Linked DNA regions of Oryzias latipes: region 2 is linked to region 1. Evidence: chromatin contacts called from public Hi-C data. All regions are on one chromosome and are shown on one strand. The core of a region is the stretch at or near the end of the contact, and the rest is flanking DNA. Distances in the headings are between cores, read along the strand shown. Region 1 overlaps nrp1 (neuropilin-1). Region 2 holds the start of nrp1 (neuropilin-1).

The links. Hi-C and Micro-C count contacts between places; a contact is called where the count stands out from the background.
Region 2: a Hi-C map of embryo shows a contact between it and region 1, with 1.8 times the contacts expected there. The contact joins the promoter of nrp1 here to the enhancer-like site in region 1. A contact is called at or near these places in 2 of 5 Hi-C or Micro-C datasets (embryo and fibroblasts).

Annotation. Positions count from the first base shown.
Region 1 is chr20:8,347,475-8,355,400 of ASM223467v1, forward strand. It overlaps nrp1 (neuropilin-1), which reads right to left. Exons shown (of 19, transcript XM_023950444.1): 11 at 5,962-6,293; 12 at 4,560-4,704; 13 at 1,071-1,175. Among protein-coding and RNA genes, the nearest start is that of itgb1, 19 kb to the left of the region's middle. Within about 2 kb of position 3,092, at least 1 of the 8 cell types and tissues checked has an H3K27ac peak or open chromatin away from gene starts, as enhancers often do.
Region 2 is chr20:8,404,964-8,412,889 of ASM223467v1, forward strand. nrp1 (neuropilin-1) reads right to left here and starts at 4,299. Exons shown (of 19, transcript XM_023950444.1): 1 at 4,212-4,299; 2 at 3,795-4,121; 3 at 2,529-2,934; 4 at 1,528-1,702. The coding sequence starts at 2,664.

The DNA of each region.
Region 1 (7,926 bases), core at 1,842-4,341:
GGTTTGCCTGCTTTTGCAGTGGTTTTTGGTTTCCTTAGTTTAAGTTATTAAAGCTCCTGTTTCCCTGCAACCTCCTGCCTCCTCTCCTCTCTGCGCCTGGGTACTCCCTCATCCTCTCCCCGTAACACAAACTCATTGTAACCCATGAGAAAAGTTTGTCTCTTGATGCAAAAGCGTCTCTAAAAAATAGAATAACTCACATTAAGTGCAGTTTGAGTGCTTTTGGTCTCATAGCAGTTGCTCGTAAATGAGCAACATTTTTGCAAAACTAGCCAAGATTTGGCCTAAACGTCTCTGCTATCTGGGACAAGTTTGATGTTAAGTTGCCAGTCGTTCTCTGAGTGCCAAATGGCATCCATAGAAAAAAAAAAAATGTTGGCCATATTTGCTGGATATGATACCGCATTCAGGTGGTGCCAACAGTATCAGTAAAATCCCAAAATGGACAAAAGATAACTGCAAACATATTGGGTTACATTATGAAGGTACCTGTGCTCATGCAATTCTTTATGCTTTGAAATATTTATGCCAACAGCAACTAATCATAATTGTCTTTTGTCCATGAGTCTATAGGAGAAACCTACAAATGAAAAAAACAAACATAAGAACTGGTTCATGCTCATCATTGGAGACTGCTGGTTAATGGGAAGTGCAGGGTCAGGAATTTATGGGAGCAGAAGAGTAGGGATGAAAGAGAGCTGCATAGCTGGCTATTAGGCGCTTTAGAAGCAGGTGTGTGCAGATCAGTTTCTGGTGAGGGAGCATTAGCCCTCTCCTGTGAGTTTCCAGAGGTGGAGACGATAAGAGACAGATTGAGGAGAGAGGTGGGAGCTACAGGTGCAGCTAATTGGAGTTGTAACGAAGCCAGCACACAAGTGGATGCGCGGGTGCTAGCAAACATGCGTGCAAGAATGCGTGCAAGAGTGCACACACCCACATAAACAGCACATTAGCTGCAGAGAGGAGAAAAGGTGACATTTAATCGAGGGTAGTGCCAAAGCAGAGTGGGGGATGGCATTGGGGGCAAAAGGGGGAGGATGGTCGCAGTCTCATGAAGGCGATGTTAGCACCTGTCACATCGTAGTCATCACCTGTGCCGCTGTGGCAGTTCGCCTGGTCGTCGTCACACTCGTCAGATGGGGTTGTGCTCGGCATGGTAGGAGGGAGTGTAGGAGCTGAAGGATGAAGAATTTAAACATGGATCAGCGTGGAGGCTGAGGGTGAGGATTTCATCAATGGATACACATTATTTCACCATTTAGTTGAGTTGGCTACGTGGAAATTGTTTCATTCAAGGTTATCAGCAGTACGTTTTGTTTTCCACATCACTGAACCAAACTACCGTATTTGCTCTATAAGGCTCACCAGATTATAAGATGCACTTTCAATGAATGGTTTATTTTTGAAGTTGTGTCATATTAAAGCACACAGAACTATAAGGCGGATTAAGCGAGACAAAAGAGTCAGAAATAATTCCATCAGTCATTCAGACTTTATTGATAGCGTTCACAGTAATTCTAGAACTTGTCGGTAACATGCTACACGTTAGGCGCGTTAGCATAATCACAACACCTGTAACTCCCAAACTTGATTGCAACATGAAAAAAACAGACTTATACCACTAATTGTCACGTCCCACAGCTACCTCGTACATTTTGTGCATTTTCCACATTTGGAATTTCAAGCTTTCATGATACATGAGTGATATACGCAATCCATCAATCATCAATGTGCCCAGATGTCCATTGAGGGTTTCGGCCGACGGGTCTTTACGCAAATTCAGTTTTAAGCTGTTGTAAATTTTTGGGCAGTTAAGAATTGTGCAGTGTATGCATATTTTACATAGTTTATATGCAATTGTTACGTAAACCTTACACAATTGTGTGGCAAATTTGTGGTTTTCCACGACTGTCCCAGGTATATCCACGTATGTCTAACAGGCTTTTCACGCATGTACCACTGATGCATAACTTTTATATCACGTATACGTCGCATATCACATTCAATTTACGTAATTGACACACTAATGAATTCCATAAAAACAGTGCAATAATCACACACGGTTTATGTCCTATTTACGTGTTTTTTGTGTGGTTTATTCGTACTTCTTCCGTGGTTTTAACTTGGTTCATTTGTGACACATCAGTGCACCAGGCGCAAAATGTACATAGTGGCAGTGTGACACGGCCTTAAAACGAACGTTGTTGTGACTACGCTAACTCCCAACCTTGTTAGTAACACATAAAGAAAACACAGTCCGGCATAGCTACACATTAGCTAGTGTACAGTAGCTGTGTCGTTGGTGTATTCACAATAACGCCTAACCTTGTTTGCAACTTGTACAAAAAAACAGACCAAGATTTTGAGAGAGCGCTGTGTACCTCTTAAAAATGTTTCCATATCTGTTTACATCTATATGTAAGGCATTTTGGATTATAAGGCTTACTGTCATTTTTAGAAAAAAATTAAGGCTTTTAAGTGCACCTTATAGTGTGGAAAATATGCTATAAGGCCTTAGAAACTGCAGGTGTTTGCTGCAAAAGTAGTTTCTTTCATGTAAAAAGGATAAACGTTGCATTTTTTAACATGGCAGCAAGAAATGAACATAACAGGCAATAATATATTCCTGCTGTTAAATTCCTCCTATAACCAAGTTGTGGGTGTATAAATAGTGACAACTGACGCTAATGCATGGTGCTTGGGCGGGTAAAAAACCAGACTGTGTATAGGCAGGGCCGATGTGGCCTGTCATTAGAGCCTGGTTCACTGAAATGTGGCCGACGGCCGAGATCCGATCTACGCTCCGCTGCTGCACAGCCACCCTGCAGTGTGTGTGCGCTTTGCTGAATGTTTTCACTAACTGAGTAACGATTAGGCTTCCACAGTACAGGTGGAAGAAAAAGAAGGAGCAGCAAGAGAGGCACAGACAGATTGGGGTAAGCTGTATGAAAAATGTGGATTTGTGTTTGTGTGTCCATGTGTGTGTGCTCCTGTTCCCGCCCTCTCCTAGATGAAAAATGAGGCAGATCAGCCCCTGTCAGATTGAGGGTGGGAGAGGTCGAGGATGGGGTCAACGCTGCGTCAGGGGAGCCCCCTCACAGAAATGAGGGTTTAGCCCTTCTGCTGTGGCTTGCTAAACACACAAACACGCGGACGGGCACCTTCCATTGTACTTCTGCAGCCACCAATTTGGAGTGGTGATGGTGGTTTTTTCCCCAGTGTGCACCTCTCCGTATGTGTGTTCAGCATTAACACCTAAGACAAGCATTATCGTGTGACTAAAGCTCCCGGTGGGAGCCCACGAGGCTTACAAGAGAATGGGCCTTCCTGAAATCCAATATGTAAATCCACTTAGAGCGAACACGCTCCTGCATCACTGAGCCGCTTCTGTGCTTCATCAGCTTTAAGAGGGACAGATAAGAAAGAAAAAACAAGGGTAATTTCAAACACTGCAAAGTGTGTGCTGGTCCTTTGAAAGACGAAAAGACAAAGCAGCAGCTGCGACGAGCTTGATGAGGACCAGGCTGCCGTTAACCGAGCTGGTCAGGTGTCCTTTTTATGCTTTCATTTGATTCCCTCCGGAAGAAGCTACCTGTAGGGGCAGCTTTGATCAAACGAGGGGAAATCTTTCCTGTTTGGATAAAGAGCACAAGCTGAATAATTGTGTGTTTAACAGACGGACCCTCAGGTACATTTTTAAATAACCATGTAAGGTGATGACAGATCTGGTATACTTAAAAAACCTTCATTCCTACAAGGGCTTCTTCGACTGAAACAAAGTTTAATTCCTACTTTATTTGGGTAAGCGTGAAAGGGGAGTTGGAATGTGGTAGGCCTTAGGGGTTGACCCACATGGTTCTATGGGTTTTTAGGGTTTCCGGGCCTGTGGAGGGTCGTAGAAAGGAGTGGCCCTATCCTAAAGGGAGCACAGGGGTGTCTTGTAGTACTTTTGATGCTCGCGCAGGCACCTAAAGGGACATCATGAGAATGGAACTTCTTAGTTTCTAGCAGCCAGGCTTCATGCTTATCGCTTAAACAGAAATTACGGGCCTCCTTGCACAGTGCGAAGAGTTCAAGTAGGTTTAGAAAATAAATAATCCATACAACATTCCTGTGTATCACCTACTTCACCCTTACTGACCATTGCGTATTAAGTGTTTGCTGTCGCTTGCAGCGTGACCGTAGAAAAGAAAAAGTTCATGAACATTTTCACTCTACAGGCTCACCAAGTGGTCAACAATCTTAAAATTTCATGCGGGCTATGCCCTGTACAGGTTTGCCCATTTTTCATCCGCAGACGCCCCATATCCAACTGTAAGGCCAGTTGTGATTAAGGTTTCTCAGCATTGCCTACCCCTCTGCGCTGAGTGGGTCTGTCCTGTTCTGAGCCTGAATCAGAACTTTGTGGTTAGAAGATTGTAATTTCTTTTTAATGTTTTGACATTCGTACTGGTTTAAAGGTTTTTCTCCAATAATAAAGGTTTTTCTCCAAAAAAGAAAATATAGAGACCAGAGAGAACCAAACATTTGACTGATGATTGCATGTTCTTCCTGCTTACCTTCGACTTCACAGCCCAGCAGCTCGAGTCGTAGGCCCATTCCGGCAGGAGGTGACCTATCCGGATAAATCCTGATGAAACGGGTCAGCAGGGGCTCCACTGTCCTCAGCTCAGGAGTGTCATAATTGCTGTTACCTTCAAATATCTGTCAGAGAAAGCAACAACAATGTTATATTTCTCTTCATCTTTCTAAGTTCTTAAGTGACATGCAAAGATGAAGAATCATGGGTTTGAGGGGGAAGGGGGGATACAATAATGGAAACCTAACCTATGAGAACTCTAAAGAACCAAAAAAAGAAAAAGCAAGTTTCTTTAATTTAAGCTTAAACTTTTAACAAGGCAAAGACAATATTGAAGGAGAAAGAGGCTCAAAGCAAACGTAAGACAGAGATAGAGGATTGATGGATGTGGATTAATGGATGTGATCACGTGAAGGATCCCAGAGAGCTTTGAATGCTGTGCAGAAACACAGCTAACCAGGACAGGCTGGATATGGATTCCCCTCACTCCCTTTATAAATCAACCCAGCACCCATCTTGATCAGATTTATGCCCTGCCAGAAACACTTGTAATTGGGGACAGGCCCTTCTTGAAAATGTGCGTGGCCGGCCGCATACCCCTGATAGGTGTCTTTTGTTTTTATATATGCGTCCAATGAGAAAAGCATTTCTTCTTTCCACAGAGTGATGCTGGCAGATAAATCTACGATTGCTTCTCTCTGAGTTTCACATCATTTCCTCTCTTGTCTTTGGTCTCCCGTTTTCTCTGGACTCTTCCCATCCCGCTCTCCTCTGGGGAGATTTCACCATCCATACGAAAGGCTGAACGGTGTGTGTTGAGCAGAATACAAAGCAGGAAACTGAGAAAAGGCCTCTGAGAGATTTCAGATGCTTATCCTAATGTGATTCAGCGCACTGCTGAAATTGACTTACAATAAGTGACTCATAACTGCGAGACGCAACGTCCCACTGACCGAACTGCGTCAAAACAGAAATCAATCCCCTGAGGGAAAGTTGAAATACCCGTTTTTCAATTTTGCTCTTTGAATATTGTACTTGTGTTGGAAAATCAAACTATCCATCCATTCATTTTCTAAACCTGCTCATTCCTGTTTGAGGTCATGGGGTTGCTGGAGGCTATCCAGCCGCAGTTAGGTGAAGGTGGGGTACACCCTGGACATGTTGGAAAATCAAACCATCCTAATCAAACCTGAATTAACACCCAATTGCACACCAAGTAGGCCACAAGGAGGCACAGTGGTTCGTGCTCTTGCCTCACAGCAAGAAGGCCCTGGTTCAAATTCTTTCTCCAGGTACTCTGGTTTCTTCAGACAATCCCAAAAACATGCTCTAACCCCATGACCCTGAAAGGCCTGGATGGATAGACACAGAGTCAGACCTACCTTTGGCTTGTTCCCAGTGGGGTCCAACACCATCCTCCAGTCAGAGCCGTTGCTGCTGTAGCCCAGGCGGAACTTCTTCATGAACACCTTGTTGTCACGGTGCATTCCTCCCTGGATGATCAACCCTTTCACTCGCTTCTCCTCCCCCAGATCCACCTGCAGCCACTCTTTGCTGAAGGGCTGCGGCTGGGGCAGCAGGGTCCACCCCGTCCTGCTGGTGAGGAGCCGGGCGTTCTCAGGTACCCAGTTCCTGTCGGTGTGGGACGATGCAGTGATCTGGCTGTCGGCGATCAAGCCTGATACCATTCCCAGCATGCCAGAACACGGATACTCTGTCCGATAAAACAAGATGAATTAACTCTTTGATGTAAGCCACTGAGACAAACTCAAAAAAAACTTTATCCAAAAGCTGGAGGTTCAGCATTATTTATTAAACCATCAGTCAAGTTTTAGTAGGACTCATGCAGGGAAGCAGGGACAGCCAAAGCCAAAGAGAGAAGGACCTTTCCTCAAATTCCTTGTGATGTTACTGTGATCTCTTTTTCTCTCTGTCTGCAGATCTCATGCATTCCCCTTGAAGCTGTTGTCTCCAAGCAGCCAATTAAAAGGCTCACCTTGGTTTCTGCTTCTACCTCCTGCATTCTGAGGGACCTAATTCTTTTCATCTCTCTCCTTCCCTCTCTCCTGACAAGCCTTTTCTCACAACACTTTGTGTTTTATCTGCAGCACTCATCGCTGCTCTACCTGTCAACATCTGTGAGATCAAAACTTAGTGTCCACTTAGTGTCCTGCATGTTTCCTCTTATCCAATCTCATTTTAGATCCTCATAAGCACTTAGAAGTTAGACAGCCGTCTTGAAATTTATCCTGATTTTTTGGACTTAACATCCTTCTGTCTGAAGCTACGTTCTGCCGCCCTCGACAAAGCGCTTTCAAGTGGTCACTACCAATGAGAAGTCTATACAAATGCGTGCTTTGGGCATCCGGGTTTAAAAAAATGGTCTTCACTTATAGCTATGCAAGTTTCTACAACTGTTTTTCAAGCTCCAAAGACAAAATGTGCAGCTATTGAACGCACCCTGAAAGTTAAACCAAGTTGAACTTTGACCAAACGGAAACTCGTATGGTAGTGATGAATGAATGGGGTTCCTATTCATTCAGCCAGTCATTGGAAAATTGATCATGGAGGACAAATTATTAATTGCAGTGGGGAACTGCCTAAATTATTGGACACCAAGTTTTTATATATATCGAAATAAAACTATGAACGAATAAGATTCACAAGATTTGCAACTTATTGACATTTTGCACTAAGCCTCTTCCAACTGCAGGTGCAGTTAAGCACGTCCTTGAACGCACGTCACATGCTCAATGTAAACATAGCATAAGCATGATGTAAGCATTTGCATTCTGATTTGATTTTTCATTTTTTTTACATTGAATTTTTGTCCAACTTCACAGAAAATTGAATAAAAAAAACGCCTAAATGATTTTTTTTTTATAATTTCCTTTGCAAACTTATAAAAAAACTGTTTCTGCATCTTAGCAAAAGCAACAAACACTGTTAATGTGGAAAAAACTTTCTTTGGTGTTTGGCCAGCGTCTGCTTGACAAGATCAGAGGAGCTAGCCTCTGGCTTTGAAGAGGGAGGATATATGTGACAGGTACCCGCATGTGATTGAGAGTGTGGGAGAGAGGAAGACTGATTTAGCCACTCAGGCGAACTCCACGGATCATCTGGAGCTGTTAATCAACATCAGCTGCAGAGGCTGCAGAGATGGCAGGACACACCCAGCGGAGGGCAAGAGCTGGTGTTTATGTTTGTGGATGTGGAGGAGATGTGGGCCACGTGCAGAGTTAGGGTGGAGAGTGCTGCTTGATCAGATATTTATACATTAAAAGCACAAGTCAGTCAATCTTTTTATTTTAATAAGTAGGGGGTGTGATGGAGGGATGTGGTGTTAC
Region 2 (7,926 bases), core at 3,049-5,548, 59 kb after region 1:
GACGGGCGAGAAAGCAGCTAAAAAAAGCTTCAGGAAGATCAGGACCAGGTTTATTTTTGAGCCTAAAAGAGTTTTTTCAGTTTTAGTTCTTGTTCATACATGAAACATAGCTGTGGCAGCATTTCTAATGCATAATCTGATGCCTTTCATCAACAAACTAAGACGAATAAATCACTTTAAGCTATCTAATGTCATAGTTTCATGGACAAAGGGTTTGAAACTCAACTCAAACGATCAAACAAGGAATCGTCAGCTTCAGGTGATGGCAAAACAAAATGATGAAACATTTGTCATTTAAATGAAAGATTAGGGATAAATTGATCAGCCTGTGAGGTCCCTTTGAAACCAGCTTTCTTCTACGATCCTGCACCAACTAACTAAACTGTGTTGTGAGCGCTTAAACACAGGAAATTCAGTCCTTACTAACTAGATTAGCACAAGCATTGTTATCTTGCACTTCCTCCCTCCTGACAGGGCATTTTGAACAGTTTAATAGTCCCTCTGGTGCTGAAACTGAAGCAGTAAGAAGTGTCACGGAGCATCCAGGAGGGTCCAGTCTGCCTCAGACCTCTGACAGCAGCATCCAAAAGGTTAAAGTAGGATTAAAAGTAAAACCTTGGATATTTGGGGTCCATTCAAGGCGCACAAAACAAGCAGGGGGCGTCCTGATTCTTTTTTTTTAAGGGGTGGATCAGAGATACAGTAACAGGATCCAGTGCAGCTCTCCTGAGCCCTGCAGCGTAAACAAACAGCAGAGACAGAGCAGGGCGCGCGCACAGAAGCCACACACAGACGGTGTGGGGAAGGACGCTCAGACAAGGCGCTCTGCCCAGGCACAGCTCACCTCCAGGGCACGCACACTCACACAGCCTCATCACATTACTGTCTGTCTCTGGTTTCACCGGCTCAAGCTGTCCCTGCACAAAAGCCTGGCCGCTCAGCCCTTCTGCTGGCGCACACCAATATGGATCTTTTACGCACGGTCATCGAGGGTCCAAATGGAGTCTTCACAGATTATAATCTGATATTTGACAAGGACAGTTTTATTTTCTAACGCAACAAATTTTCATGTTGTGTAGCTGTGTCTTCAAGGAAATGCATTCCCCCCAGAAAAGAAGAGTTTGTTTTAATTTTCACAGACAGAGCCTCGGTTAATTGCCTTTGGTGCGTCTTTAGCCCCGCGAGGTGAGCTGCAAAACGACAAAGATTCCAGTCAGAGTCCAAAAATCGATACTTCTACAACCCCCCAGAAACAGAAATAAAAAGCACATTTCTGAGACCAAGCACGCGGAGAGGACGAGCAGTTCCTCCGCCAGCGTCGGAGAGCGCCCTAACGCTAGATGGCGCGGTTTCACGCGCAATGGGCGTGATCGGCTGTGTCCACACACCATGCACGCGCGTGCATGTGCCCCATGAGTTAGAAATACGCCAGATCGAGCCGTTTTGGCTCTTAAATTACTCTCAAGCCATTTTTTTAATCTTTTGTGCATTTTTAAATGCTTGCTGGAAGTTTGTTTGCCCACTTACTTGCACTCCCGGTCCTCCAGATCAAAATGCGGGTTGAAATTGATGAAGATCCGCAGGTGAGGACCAGGCGCCGTGATCACCCAGGTGCACCTCTGGGAGGCGGGGTAACTACTGGGGTATCCGGGCGAGGTGAGGTAGCTGGCGCTGGAGATTCTGATGTTGCCCCCACATTTATCTGAGGAGTCAGACGCACAAAGGCTGAGCTCAGAGCCCTCCTCGTGTTTACAAACAAACTTCTACATTTTTCTTGTGCGCATTTTTTCCCCAAAAAGAATAAAGTCTTTCTTTTACTCCCAGATTTAATTTTAATTTGGAGGAAATCGTTCCAGACATGCGCACAGTCCTGCCGACAGTGCAGCTGGATTTAAACTAATTAACAAACAATGTGGGTTTATTTATCAATGCTTAGGCATGCAAGTAAAAAAAAAAACTGGAAAAGATACGTTTTTTCACATGACAAAAAAGCAAATTCAGGTGTTTGGAATACGCAATTTAAACATTTGAACAAGATAAAAGTGTGAATTTAAGGCACATCTGTTGCTTTTAACTTAAATTCGTTCGAAAACTCATAGTCTTATCATACACCTCTTTTAAAATAGGTTTTATGGGCTTTTACATGTTGCAATACCAATTATGCGCAGAAATGTAAAAAAAGTCAAAAAAATTCTGAAGAAATTTAAAAGAAAATTTTTTCTTCCTTTTTCCGATCAATTTGCGCCAAATCAGAAAAAACAAACTCAAAATGTTAAGAAGAACATAAAGAACAACTTAGAATCAAGGGAGCGACATTAAGGTATTAAGAGAATAATCACTAAGGAATGCTTAGTTGGGACAATACAAAGCTTTCTTTAGGCGGTGTCAGTGCGTGCAGGTAAGCATTGAGTTTGCCCACAGATCAGCGGAGATCAGAGGGAGCTAATCTTTAAAAAAAATAGTGGAATTAGTGGCTTTCCAGAGTACATAAAAGCTTTATTTGAAAAGATATCAAATGACACACTTACCTTTTTCCAAAGCCTTGACCACCAGGAGGATTCCCATTAACAGGATAAAAACTAATCCACAATGCATCCTTGTTTTGTCGCCCAAAAGAATAAAATCAAACATCCAAAGAAAAAGACAAAGGAACGAAAAAAGCATCCAAAATCCTCCAAAAGTTTTTTTTAAAGTTTAATTTGTCAACATAAAGTGCCTCTTTTTGAGAAAAGTTGGAGCTGATGTGAGCCCGAGCTCAGGTGGCTGGCATCCTGTCTTTCAGCTCCTGTCTCCTATCGTTTGCGCGCGGTGTGCCATATCCTCTCCAAAGATGCGCCAAAGAAAGAAAAGAAAAGGGAAAAAAAGAAATAAGGGTCTCCACCTTGCTTTCTTACTCCTTCTTCAGTTGATGCCCAGGCGGGCTGCAGTCCTTGGCTGTGGAAGGGAAATACAGTTCAAAGGATAAATATATTGAGGGAGGAAATGGTGAATGCGCAACCACCGTGCGCCCTGGACGGTTTTCCCCCTCAAATATCTGGAAACACCCGTCTGTTAAAGATAAGGCGCGAGGCTGATCATTCTCCCGGACTCAGAGAGGCTGAAGACTGGTTTGATGAGGGCTGACTTGGGTCTGAAAAGCCCCGTGCCGTCGTGCGTAAGAGATGTCTCAGACTGAGGCTCGGCGCGCCAGCGGTGCGTTAAGTGACATGGCTCTCTCGCTCGTTTCTTTCTCTCCTGCCCCCTCCTTCCCTCCCTCCCACTTTCCTTTCTTACAAAAAAGAAGCAGGCAGCATGAATGGGAGGTGTAGTGGTACAACTGGACCCCCCGTCGGAGGTAGTAGCCAACACAAACTGGCCAGTTTTACAAAAAAACGCGACCCAAGTCTCATTTTCAAATGATTAAATTATCTCCTCGATAAGTTGTATTATGTTTCTGATCACAAAAGAAAACAAAATATAACAAAGTGCTATGTGTTTTGTGTGTTTTTTCTTGGAAATGCACACCTTTTAGCGCCATTTCTTCCACTATTCTTCAAAGCTTTCACTATTATTTCTATTGTTTTAGTCTGTTTCATTTGATAAAAATAAATAAAACTTATTTTCCACTTTTTAGGCTCCAAGACAGGAAAATGACTAAAAGGTCATCCCAAATATTTTGGTTCCAAATCCCACAAAGCACAACAGATTAAATTACAGATTAAATGAAGAATCTCCAGTTTTGACTATAAAACTTTTTAAATTAAGACAAAATTCTGTTGGGTTCTTCATATTGTGGAATAAAAACAAATATTCACCTGCGTCTCGAGGACTCCCAGACCCGTAGGCATCCGGCCCTCCTCTCTCCACTCCCCACATGCGTGTCTCCACGATCCCACGGTTCTTTTAGAATGGCAACACGTCCAATCCAGAGGTTTTCAACAACAATTTAACTTGTTCCTAGCCTCCCCATGCAGACTCTCCCTCCCCAACAGCGTGGAGCGGCGCAGCGCAGACGCGCAGCCGGGTATACCCGCTCTGTTCTCCGCGCACAGACACGTCTCCTCCCCCGTTGATCCTCCGTCTTTCACTCTGCGCTGTCACATCCCAAATCCAGCTACAGCGAGGGAAGAAAGGGAGGATTCCTGCGCGCGTGGGGAGGTACAAAGAATGCGCAATATATCAAAAAAATAAAAGTCCTCACATTTAAGTTTCCTCCATTATTTTTTGCCCACCTTCTCTCCTTTTCTGTTCATCCGCTCCCGATTCAGAGACCGATGAAAATGTGGAGGGGGGGGCTCGCTTGAGTCTTTGCCCGTCCCACACGCCCCCTTTTTACGCACGCTCGTGTGCGAGGCGCGTGCGTCTCGCGGTCGATATGCAGATTTCCCTCAGCTGCCTCAACCTGACGCTCCCAGGAAAACATGAAATGCGCCCCTGACTCATCCCGAATCCGATCCGCCTTCTACTTCCTGAGCTCCCAAGCAATCCCCCCGCGGCTCCATATACATGTGTGATAAACACGATTGCTGCAGGAATACTTCGGGATCTTATTCAAACTGCCGATTGGATCTCCAGTTCCCTCGGAGCGCGGAGATAAAGAATATTAAGACGCGCGCAAAGGTCGCCACAGCGCGCCACACGCAGATACTCCCTTTGGAATATTGGATATATTTTTCTGAATGCGCAACTGTGCGTCGGCAGGGGCCCAGAGTTTCTTATCCTGCTGACAGTTTATGTTGTTGCAGACAACACAGATGTCTGTTTGCTTCAGCTTGAAAAAAAAAGTGACTGCATATGCTATTTTGAGCTAAATCTGTTGACACCGCTGGTATGCGGAGCCACATCAAACAGGGGAATGGAACAGAAGCCGCGCTGCTTTCTGGATTCATCACGAGTTGAGATAGCAGCACATTGTATGGGGTGGAGGGGTGGGTGGAGACAAAGTTTTTAAAAAGGAACCAGCTTCTTTGCTCCATTTTAAATCTTTTTGTGCAACTTTAATAACTGAGACTGAGACAGGAAGGACCTGCTCCGAAATCTCTCCTGGACTCGAAAGAGTTAAAAGTCCGGCGCTCTCATTGCGTGAGCTCAATTGACTCCAATAAAGAGACCTCCGGCTGCTGGGCTCCTGGTTCTGACCTGAAGGGGGCAGCAGAGCAGGCAAACTAAACCAGTGCTCCCTGAATTAGTCACATCCGTTTTTAAGAGAAAAAAAGAACAAAACGTTTTTAAAATGTAATGTGTAAAATTTTTGAGTAAAAATTCACATTTTTAACCATCAATTATAAAAAACAAAGAATTGAGGATAAAGATAGCACAAGGTGATGTTTTTCATCTTGGATCAAGGGATTCTACACTGCTTCCAGCCTCAGTAAAGTATTTTCTGCAGTATAAAGCGCACTGAGTCAACAGTGTGCCTTATTAATTGGACAAACTCTGGTCATGTTTACTGATGTCAACATGACCAGAGATGTACACAACTCCCTGTCAAAATGTTCACCTTTCAGCATATCCTGTCAGGGGTCGCCACAGCACATCAGCCTTCGATAATTAGCACAGGTGGTTTGGCAGAGATGTTTATGCCTGATGCCTTGCCTTCCTGTATTTTATCCGGGCTGGGGACCGGCACAGGGACACCCAGAGCTGAGACTCCTTGTGGCAGTAGAAGCAATCTGAATGAAACTCATTGGGGAGTTGGACCCTGATTTCCCGTGTCCCAGTCCCCGCACTTATAAACAACTGAGCCATTTAGTTGGTACGCATCTCAAAAAAAATGGTATCAATCTGTACTTTTTATGAGTTGGGTGTAATTTTGACCACGGGTACATGTAGCGGTGTTGGAGTGTTTTTTTGAAGGGTTTCTGTTGATAGTTATCATAGTCACAGTAACGTTTGCTTTAGCTGTATTCGTTTTTTTACTTATTGCAAACATGCTTAGGTGTTATTGTAAATGTGCTTACGCAGCTAGTGGGTAGCGTTTTTTTGCGTGTTGCAAACACATTTTAGCAATGAATAAAGTCTGACTTGCTGACAGACTCATCTATGACTCTTTGTCTCACTCATTGCTCCTTATTTATGACATAAGTAAAAAAAAAATCGACCATTCACGGAGTGCCCGATAGTTCAGAAAATAGGGCAATTCTCTTTCTATCTAATAACAGTTGAAATTTAGCGGGTTTCTCTGACAAAGGCAGTATAATCAGGATAACGGAGGAACAGCGGCTGAGAGTCACTTCACAAGGAGCCACCGGTGCCGTATCTACACTGACGGAACAGTAAAAGAGCCGTTTAAAGGATTGGGATCTTCACACAGATTTATGGTGATCTTTAGCAGAGCCGGATAAATAATTGCCTCCAGCACAAAAGCAGACATTTTATGGCCCCTGTGAGCAGCTGGTTTGATTTCATTAGTCGGACTGTTATTCAGCTAAAAGCATGACGACAGACAGTCTTCTTTTCTGATTTAATATCAACTGCTTAGAGTAAAGATGTTTCGTTTTTGGGGGTATCTGCAGCTCTGTCTACAAGTGTTTGGTTTGTTTATCAATCCAGACTGTTAAGTTCTAGAATGGAGTTTATCCTCCTAGGTACGGCAGAAGCCAAGAACATCTAAACTTTGAACAATTGAGCACCAGTCTGCCTTAAAAAGAGCGCATGCATTAACTTACAAGTGAATTGTGATGTGGGTTAGTGGTGGTGTAAATGCAGTGGAGTAAAGAGCTGAAATGAACCAAATAGACAGAGTACTTGCAAGTGAAAAAATAACAGCTATAAGTGTAAATATACAGAATAAATTGTATAAAAGTAGGAAACGTGTCTGTCAGGTAAACATCAACATTTCATACTTGGAAGAGAAGCGAGACCTGCTGGTTTTTGTCTTCATGGTGCTTGGTTTTTATGTAATACTTCTATGGTTTGTTATTACGAGTTTTCTGGTACTTACCTTTTGAGCACCTTCAACTCATGTGGTAAGTTTATGTGTATTTCCTGGTAATTACCATAAGTACCATATAAATACCCAGTAAGTACCGTACTGTAAAATATAGCATTATTATGCTTTTTTCTTCAGGGTCAAAACTCAATTGTGCCCTTAATGACCGCTCAGCTAACCCTAACCTAACAAAATGAAAGACGTTTTTTAGTATTTTCTGCCAAATCGAACTTAATCTGAGGGATAGCCTGAGTATGAAACAAACACAATTCAAACGTTCTTATAAAAGTATGAGATATAACATTTTTGGAATAACAACACCACAAAACCTGAAAGATGAAGAAACAGAGGTGACAATACAGGAGCTCACAGAGAAAATCACAAGCCATGGACGTTATGGTTGTGTTTTCATGCTTGGCACGAACAAGTAATCTGGTTTTCATACCGCCATGATCTCACATAAATGATTTCCACTTAAATTCAGCTGCATTATTTCTTCTTTCTTTGGAAAGTTGAGTGTTGAGTATCGTCAGTGATTGTTTTGTTGAAGTACTTTTGGAGAAATCCGATGACCTGGGAAAAATCTACCCACGGAAACCCGGTTTTTCTAATCCCCTAACCCTGGTTACAGAGGCCAATGGCCCTTTCACACAACTGTTACGCAACAGAGGTGCAAACTGAGGTCTGTCTTTGTCCTGCCTTGAGTCTCCTAAGGTTGATTCACAAAGTCCCCTCATCAGCAGATGATTGTGAGTGTATTCACGTTAAATTACTCAACTGTGGCACCAAAGAGGGCGTAACCACAGAGACCCTTTGTGATCCAAGCATGCTATGTAAGGCGAGCTGAGAAAAAGCAGTGATACTTGCAGGGCTGTAGTCAAAGGCTGTGTTTATCTGTGTTTGCAGTGTACCTGAGGCAGACGCAAACAAACGGCTGTGTCGTCTGCACCATGCTGATGCAAAGACTGAAAAGCAATGTGGGAGAAAGTCAACAACAAGGCTGACAGGTGGACAGA